2 separate regions of the Podarcis muralis genome follow, and region 1 is linked to region 2. Evidence: chromatin contacts called from public Hi-C data. All regions are on one chromosome and are shown on one strand. Each heading gives the region's core, a stretch centred on a gene start, on an enhancer-like site or on the middle of the called end of the contact. The rest is flanking DNA. Distances are from core to core; before and after follow the strand shown. Region 1 holds the start of BRMS1L (BRMS1 like transcriptional repressor). Region 2 holds the start of MBIP (MAP3K12 binding inhibitory protein 1).

The links. A called contact is a pair of places that touch in the nucleus more often than the background predicts.
Region 1: a contact with region 2 is called in a Hi-C map of tail, with 3 times the contacts expected there. The contact joins the promoter of BRMS1L here to the promoter of MBIP in region 2. A contact is called at or near these places in 2 of 3 Hi-C or Micro-C datasets (blood and tail).

What each region holds. Positions count from the first base shown.
Region 1 is chr1:33,709,732-33,714,134 of rPodMur119.hap1.1, reverse strand. It overlaps BRMS1L (BRMS1 like transcriptional repressor), which reads left to right and starts at 2,108. Exons shown (of 10, transcript XM_028720517.2): 1 at 2,108-2,474. The coding sequence starts at 2,339.
Region 2 is chr1:33,450,219-33,454,877 of rPodMur119.hap1.1, reverse strand. MBIP (MAP3K12 binding inhibitory protein 1) reads right to left here and starts at 3,356. Exons shown (of 8, transcript XM_028720498.2): 1 at 3,141-3,356. The coding sequence starts at 3,272.

The sequences.
Region 1 (4,403 bases), core at 859-3,358, 260 kb before region 2:
TGACATGTTGAAATAGAAGCAAGTGAAAAATGTTCAAGCAAGCATATCACACAATAAGTATTTCATTGTACATAAAGGCAGCTTTAAAGATTGAGACAAAAGACTATAATTAATATCTTACAGTTAAGTATGAAATTGTTTATTAACAAAAATATGTCACTAAAATTGGCTTTCTGGAGCATTTGAAGAGTCTCATTATTTGAAGAGTTTTCATTATTTTGATTAATTTGGAATCATTTACAACTTTGGCAATCTTATCACTCACCCTTGATTCACTATCATATATAAATTAAATGGTACAGTTCAAGTGCAGACCCTACTGCCCGTTTTTGTGAAAAATATATTGTCTTGACCCTTGCTTCCTTTTGTTTAGACAGTTTTCAATCCACAGGAGGACTCACCTTTTGCCTCTACTGTTTCAAGATGCCATTACACACTTAATGATTCTAACTTTCATTTTACTTGCCACTATTTTGGGGATAGCTATAAAATAGGCTGGCCTGTCATGTGCTTGCTATTGCTCTCTGAGCTTCTGTGAACACATTAGCAGGGCGGGGACATGGTGGGGTTCCTTACTGTTCTACGACATCTGAGCCCAGAAATTCCTGGATGAGAAGGCACCACACAGTTGCTGCAGAACAAAATTGGGCAGATAAATCCTTAAATGGTTGACTAGTGAAGGTTGGCTGAATCATGAATTGCTTTTCAGACATCGGCTCCTTCCCAAACACTGCTTACACTCATTGCTATCACTCATTTGGCACAAAACGTCTTGTGGCAGGAGGTCCTCTTCCATTTGGACTCCATGGGAACTATGCTGGTCTCTGAAGCTAAGAACTGTTTCCAAACAAGGCTCTCTAGTGCGACCAAAAGGGTTCTTCAAACAACAGACAACAAAATGGCAAATGAGATTAGGGTCACATTCATACCATACATTTAAAGAACGTTTTAAGAACATTGCTTCCCCCAGAGCATCTTGGGAACTGATAAGGGTTCTGAGAATTCTAGCTGTGATGGGTAAAGCTCAGTTCACAAGATACTTTGGGGGAAGCTATGTCTGTTAAACAGTGCTTTTCTTCTAGAAAAATGGTGCCTGTACTCACCATGAATTTGTTACAGGAAGTGTCACACTTTAAACCAGTGCTTTTCGCCTTTAAAAAAAGTGCTGGTACTGCATACCCTTGAGTACCCCCAGAAAAAAAAACTGCTGTGAAAAGTGCTATAAAGGTGCTTTAAATGTATGTTGTGAATGTGACCTCAGTGCAAGTAAATTTTGGCATGATAGCCTAACTTCACATATAGCAATTGAACAGATGAAAATAGACTTGCAAATGTAGCGGACTGCTCAGCTGAAGCATCAAAGATTATGCAACAACAATGAAGGCAAACTCCATGTTTATTTCACAATTCGTCTTCAGAGTGGATTGAAAATCAAGCACCCCATCTTGCAATGCCTTTATAAAAAAATTCAGTATAGTAGTTCTCCCCAGCTCATTTTATCCTTGGAAGCAAAGTAGTTTAGACTGAGTTATAGGGTAGCGAAGTGGGGATTTGAAGCCATGTAACTCCGATCCCTAAACCAGGCTGGCTCTCGCTCTAAATGGGACCCTTAGTCCGATCCAGCAAAAGAACCTTTCTTACATTCTAAAAGAGTGCCATCCTGCGCAACAGCGGCGAGGACGCGGAGGCCCTCCAGATGTTGTTGGGACTCCAACTCCCATCAGCCCCAGCAAGCATGGCCAATGTCCAAGGATAGTGGGAGCTGTAGTCCGGGCAGCATCTGGGCGCCCACAAATTCCCCGTGCCTTTTGCTGCTGCCGCTGCCGCCGTGTACGGCTTTACGGGTCTGACTCCTCAATAAACCCTTTCCTAAATCTTTCCACCATCTTCATCACCGGCTCTCAGAATTTCGAGGTTTTGTTGCGGCTATTTTGGCAGGCCGCCCGCAACCCTGGGAAACATTTCCACTTCGGCGCGCCTTTCGCCGCCCACTGAGGGGCGGGCAGGCGGTTAGGTGGAGTGAAGCCTTCCTTCCGAGAGACTACATGTCCCGAGATCCTCCGCGTCGCAGCGAAGCTCCGCCACGCGCCGCTCCGGCTCCGCCGCCCGCCCCGCCGCCCACCCGCGCGCCACGCCCGTCGGCGGGTCGTCGGCCAATGAGCGGCGGAGCGGAGCGTGAGGCTGTGCGGGGCTAAGGTGGATGGCGGGGTTTCTCTGAGGCGGAGCTTCGGCGCGTTGGGGAGGCAGGCGGGCGGGCGGGCGGCCAGGGAGGGCTGTTGTCCCCCGGTCCCTAGGAGCCAGCGACGCCGAGCGCCTGCGGGCTGGGCTGGGCGGCGCGATGCCGGTCCACTCGCGGGAGAAGAAGGAGAACAACCACGACGAGATGGAGGTGGACTACGGGGAGAACGAGGGCAGCAGCTCCGAGGAGGAGGAGTCCGAGAGCTCGTCGGTGTCCGAGGAGGGTGACAGCTCAGGTGAAGCCGGCGAGGCAGCGGGGCGCCCTCTCTCCTGCCCACTCGGGCTGGGCCGGGGGGTGGGAAAAGGAGGACTCAGACCCGCCCCCTTCCCCCGTCCGCTCCGCCCCCTTCCCCCGCCCGGTGCTTCCCCCTTGGCTGTGGGGCGGAGGGCAGGGCAGCTCGCCCTAGGCGTCGCCCGGGGTAACAATAGGCAGGCAAGATGCTTGCTTTCGTCCAGGGCTGCAAAACCCCGTGCATGCTGGCCGGGGAGTAGGGCCCGTGGAACTCAGTGGAGATCCTTTCCGAGCAGAGCTGCGTAGCATCCCTCTTGCTTGCCCGCGCCTTCCGGAGGCAACCCCCCCCCAAAAAAAAACAAAACAGGGCTCCTGCACGCTACTGACGTTCAGCAGGGATGCCTGACCCCCCCTTTCTGTAAACCAATAAAGTTGCAGGAGCCACCTGTCCTCTCTTGCATTTGGCAAGCCACTACACACCCACATCCACCCACACATACTTGTCCTCCCCCCTTTCATGTTGCAACCCTGATAAAAAAAAAAAGATGCAGGCGTGGATGGATGAGTGAGGAGATGGCTCCAGAGTAGATTAAGATACATTAGCTTCCAAGAAGGAGGCTATTTATTGAAAGATAGATAGATAGATAGATAGAGGAGACGGATAAGACTGATCTGAGAAGGGGAAGGGGAGAGGCATATGAGGCTAGGCAGAGGCAAGGAAATGACAGGACAAACATATATGGTCAGAATTGATTCAGAGTAATGGAAGGGAAAAACAGAAGGGAGTGTCTGGGCTCAGGTGTGTGGGCAGACTGATGAAGAAAGTAGAGAAAAATCTTAATGCTACAGAAATGCAACGCACAAAACTTGCACATGTTCCCCAACAACAGAAAAGATGTATGCATCTCCAAATAAGGCCAGCTCTTAACAAATAACGACTGAATGTTAGTGCTGGATATTGAACTACTCATCTGCAGAACCACTAACTTACGCAGTTTCAGTTTGGTGCATTCAGGCATCCTCTCCATTTATACAGTTTGATTCTATTTCTGCCTACTCAGAATTGGCTCCTTTTTAGTTTAAGGTCTTACTGCCAGGTCAGGGAAATCAAGATCATATTTTTACTGCTTCCTGTGTTAACAACAGGCAAGCATACAGAGAAGAGCCAAACTCAAGCCAGACCTAGCACAGATCTGCTGTACCTAATCTTTAAAGGGAAATGGCATGTATGTATATTCTCCCAGGCAGGTTTCCTACATTGTGCGTGTAGGACAGATTGGAGGAGAGGGGGAAACTGAAGTGAGAGCATCTCAACCTGTAGCTACAATTACTTGCACACTAAAATCTGGGAATATGGATTGTCTACACATGCACACACACAGTTCGGCATACAATGAGTTTCAGTGAAGAGGTACAGCTGGAGCTCTCCAACATCTGTAGAGTCATAGAGAACACAAGGGAATTCTATGAATAACTAAGGTCCCTGAGAAGGAAGCACAAAGTAGTTTGATCTGACTGGCTAGATTGAGATTGAATTTGGGGGGGGGGGGACTTGGAGGGAATGGGAGAAGATAAAATACTTTACATTTTTGCAAACAGTATTTGGAGAGAAGCATGGGAAGGGAATGCTACAAAAGAAGGCATAGAAAGTGAGAATGAAACTCTCTACAGTGCAGATACAGTTGCTATACCAGGAATCTGAGTGCAAGACAGAGTTGCAATTATTTTAGCATGGCTCACAAAATTATGCCCCTCACAAGTCTTGGAGGAGAGATTTGCAAAGTCTCTCAAAAGCACTTGTTTCTCCTTTTCATTCTTGGCATAGCTGTTATAGTGCCATAAAAATCTCTTAAAAAGATAAAGGTACCCCTGCCCGTATGGGCCAGTCGTGTCCGACTCTGGGGTTGCGTGCTCATCTCGCTTAAGAGGCCGG
Region 2 (4,659 bases), core at 2,107-4,606:
GAAGGGTTCTCCAATATTAAGAGCAACAGTGGGGCAGGCAAAAGGAGACTAGGAAACCAGGAGCCATTTAACAGATTATTTCCAAGCCCAGGGAGAAACATGCCACTTTTTTCTACATATAAAAGAGATATGTTCTTCAGAGGACTGAAGCATATATATATATTGAAATTTTCTGCTATGGCGTAATTGTGCACTCAATAGGTAGCAGGAATTACTAATGTCATTTTAAGTATGATGTGCAAAATTCTTGGATATAATCTTGCATGTGTTGATGGTTTCAGTCTCATATTTTAAGTAGTCATAATTTTTGGGCTGAATAATAATAATTATAATAATAATAATAATTTTATTATTTATACCCTGCCCATCTGGCTGGGTTTCCCCAGCCACTCTGGGCGGCTCCCAACAGAATACTAAAAACAGGAAAAAAACTTCAAACATTAAAAATTTCCCTAAACAGGGCTCCCGAGAAGGCCCTCTATCTGGTTCCCTGTAACCTCACTTCTCTCAGTGAGGGAACCGCCAGAAGGCCCTCGGCCTATATATATTTGAATATTACTAGCTTTTAAAATAAAAGATGTGGAAGTAGTTGATGCTCCCATTTTCACTTTCCCTGCACCCATGCCTTGTGCAACTTTTCTCATATGTTTTGCTTCTCCCATGGATGCCCTTGGGAGTTCAGAAGATGTTCTCAAAATATGGGGATAAGCTCAGAACTAATGGTGGCTATTTTCTATTTTAAAATAATGATACACTTCAGTATTCTCTGTGTGTGTTTGTGTGTGTATCCTATGTGAAAATATTTCATTTAAAATTTTAATTTCAACAGAGGCTACAAAAAGTGGGAGGAAGATTTTTACCAAATTATTTACACTGGTTTCCTCCCGCAGATATTACTTTATTTAGCACTTTTAGGTTGAAATTCTATAGACGCTTTAAGTGAACTCCTACCCCTCCTCCGCCCCATGTTGAAAAGCATGGAGAAGGGCCATAATTCAGTGGCAGAACATCTGCTTTGCACCCAGAAGGACCCTGGTTCAATTCCTGGAAGCTCCAGATAGGTCCGAAACCCTGGGGAGCTGCTGTCAGTCAATGTAGACAATATTGAGCTAGAAAGACCAATGATCAGACTTAGTATAGGGTATCTTCCAGTGTTCCTATGATGACTGGATGGGCAATGTGTTAGGATGGCACATACATGTCCCTCTACTGGCTTCTACCAGCAGTAGAAAGAGGAAAGCCCTAACACAGTATTACTGGGAAGTTTTTGACGGGATGGATCCAAAGCTCTGTATATTCCCTGAGGGACTAATTCTCAGGCCCTTCAGCGGTGCCAGCCCAGACTTCACTGTGCATAAATAAAAATTACAGAAACCAGTCCCCCAGTTGTCTGCCAAAGCAGCAGGGCTTGGGATGCAACAATGGATCCACCACATTGCCTTTCCCTACACTTAAGACTGCTGTAAGATGAGTTAAAACCTAGGAATGTCAATGAGACTTACTTCTGAGCAGATATGTTTAGGATTAAACTACCGATGTTGAAAATTGTTTACAATCTTCATTGCAAATGAAAAAATATTTTTGTAATACCATCTTAAGAGAAGGGGAACTGATGATGATATATGGCCAAGGCTACAAAATAAATCCAAAACAGCAATGAAGACTTGAGCCCATATTTCCCAGATCTAAATCTAACCCTTTTTATCCATTGGAGAAAATGCCACTTTCAAAAAGCCAGACAACTAGTTTCCATCTAACTAATTTCCACCCACTTCATGTAGTTTAACAAAAGACATAACATGACACTGTTTATTGACTCTGACCAATTTCTATTTCCTCCTTAAAGTTCTTTGATCAAACCACTTCTTGAAACTATAGCTATTGAATCTTTTAATTATCTGTCTCTGTAATAGATCCTTTCCTCATTGTAAAGAATTCTTATGGCTCCTCTCTTCATCCTCTCCCACTTTCAACTCACTTTTTTTTAAAAAAAGTTTGGACACTAGAAGTGATACTACACTCCAGCAGCCATCTTACCATCAATGCAGATAGAAATAAACCATTTATCTACTCCTCAATCAATATGTGCTTCTGTTTAATTGAAATGCATGTAAATGCTCAAGGATGCAAGAGAAGATTTTGAGGACAGGCCTGTATTTGTTACATTTTACCTAGGTTAATAGCAGAGGTTTTTTAAGAGTCATTGTAACACAAGCCTTAAAGAGATTTCTATCCTTTAGAAAGGCAGACTGTAAAATGTGTGTATGTAGGCATTTATAAAGGTGGCAAAAAAGCAATTACAGAATGCTGAGTTTCACATGGGATTTTTGCTCCCCTTCCTTACAATATGTAAACCACAATTTGAACTCAGTTCTTCAGCTACTTACATTTGATCACTGAAGAACAAATGTGTGTCGGCCACCCATGTGCCAGTGTCACACAAGTCAAAATAATGAAGGTTATTATAAAAAAAAAGAGTGGAAGAAGAGGAAGAGCCATATACAAAATAGGTTCCCAAATTTGCAGATTTACATTACACACACGTGAGTGGTGGGGGGTTGGGGTTGGAAAGCGCAATGTACCAAATGCATCAAAGAAAAACGAGCCTGGAAAAGCTAAATGAAATATATGAAAGCAACACCCCACTAGGAAAAACGTGAGGATTAAAACGTCCCTTGTAATCCTATTGATTTCTGTGGGGCATGCATGTCAGCAACAACAATCACCGAGGGTGGCAAGAGGTTCCTGCGGAAATCAATAGCTGTTGCTTCCAAGTAGTAGCAAGCTTAGGTTTGGTAAGCTCGGTTCGATGCTCAGATACGCGAAGCGTGACGGAGAAAACGTGGGAAGGGAGCCCTGAAGCACTATGCTAGGCTTAATCATAAGCCTCTTTTCCTTGGAGAGACTCCTTAAAAACTATTTTAACACGATTGTCTCGTGCAGATACACGTCTTTCGGGAAACTTGTGCAGCGAGATCGGAGCTGGGTGTCGGGGCCGACCTTTTATTTTTCCCCTTTTAGATAAGCCCCCCCTTTTCGAGGACGTTTCCACGGCGGCAACAACTGCACCTCATCCCTCCTGCCTCCGACTCTGCCGCCAAGCGCGGCTGCTGCGCTGGCTCCCTCCCCGCAAAACTAACCTGCCCCACCAGCGCCGGCAGCGAGCGCAGGGCGCCTCTCAAGACCTCTCCGGCTGCCTCCTCGGAGGAGTCCCCTAGCGGGGCGGAGACCTCGGGCGGGATGGAGCCGGCCTCTCCCGCGACGGAGGCCATAACAGCCGCCCACAACAAACAGCCCGGGCGCGGCGGCGGCGGGGGCCATGCCTCTCCCTCCCTCCGCCCCTCGCGCCTCGTCGCACGGGGATGACGGAGGAAGGCTCGCCTCCGGAGCTGCTTCAGGGCCCCGCCCACTCACGTGACCGATGGGTAGAGAGGGAAGGACGCAGCTGCGGGGCTTCTGAGACGCGCCGCCTTTGCGGGTGCGGCTCCTGCCGGTCTCCGTGTAAACGCGGTCCTTCTCAAGGGGAGCGCCTTTGCTCCCCACCAGCTGCTGTTTGAGGGGCGGAGCAGCCGCTTTGATCGTTGCGCAATGTGGCTGCGTTGAGAAGCATCTGGAAAAGGAGATGTTTGAATTGTAGAGGTGGGTTATCTAGTAGTCCAACCTCATGCAATGCAGGAATCTTTCACCCAGGCTCGCCCTGGGATTTAGATTCTCGTGCGCTACCGACTGAGCTATCCGGTGAAGCGTTTGTGTGTGTGTGTGTGTGTGTGTGTGTGTGTAGGACAAGACCCTGCCCTGAGCAGCTTACAATCCAGGGATTCTCCTGGGGACAGCAGCTGAGTGAAAAGAAGAGCACGTGTGTTCAGTGCCTGTTACACGACAGTCTGCTTCAGCAAAGTCAGAGTAAGGGCTGAGTGCTAAGGTTCATGCCTTAAGCAGATGACTAAATGTAAGCCTTTCATAAAGAACTCAAGTTGAACACTATGCAAATATAATTTGCTGTTCCTTTTAAATTTTAAAGGCAAGTAGCATTCAGATTCCGTCCCACCTTGCAGAAACTACACAGGATCTGATGCTGAGCTTCCCTGCTTCTTCCAAAAATAAAGCTTCACGTGGAGAGCGGGGGGGGGGGGGAGAGAACTCTGCACCCACCTAGAGCAGCATGCCATATCTTAACACCACTGTTTCACTCCTTAACAACAGAAGAAAGGCCCTGCTGGTTGTTAGCTCTTGCACCGCTACTGCCATGAAGAGAGAAGTGCGTGCAAGGGTTTAGGTGCTCAGGATCCTCGGATGCCCTTTATACTGAGTTGGACCAGTTGACCATCTAGCTCAGTATTGCCTACACTGACCCGGCAGTAACTCCCCTGGTTTCCCAACAGGGAATCTTTCCCAGCCCTGCTTGGCAATGTCAGGGACTTAACCTGGGACATTCTGCATGCAAAAGATGCAAGAAGCCCTTCCACAGTGCTCTTCATTGACTTGGGGCGTTAACATGATGAAAAGTATTTATTTATATCCTGCCTTTCTCCCAGTGCAGGACCCAAGGTAGCTCACAGCAGAAATTAAAACAGAACTAATACGCACACGAAGGGACGTGGGTGGCGCTGTGGGTTAAACCACAGAGCCTAGGACTTGCCAATCAGAAGGTCAGCGGTT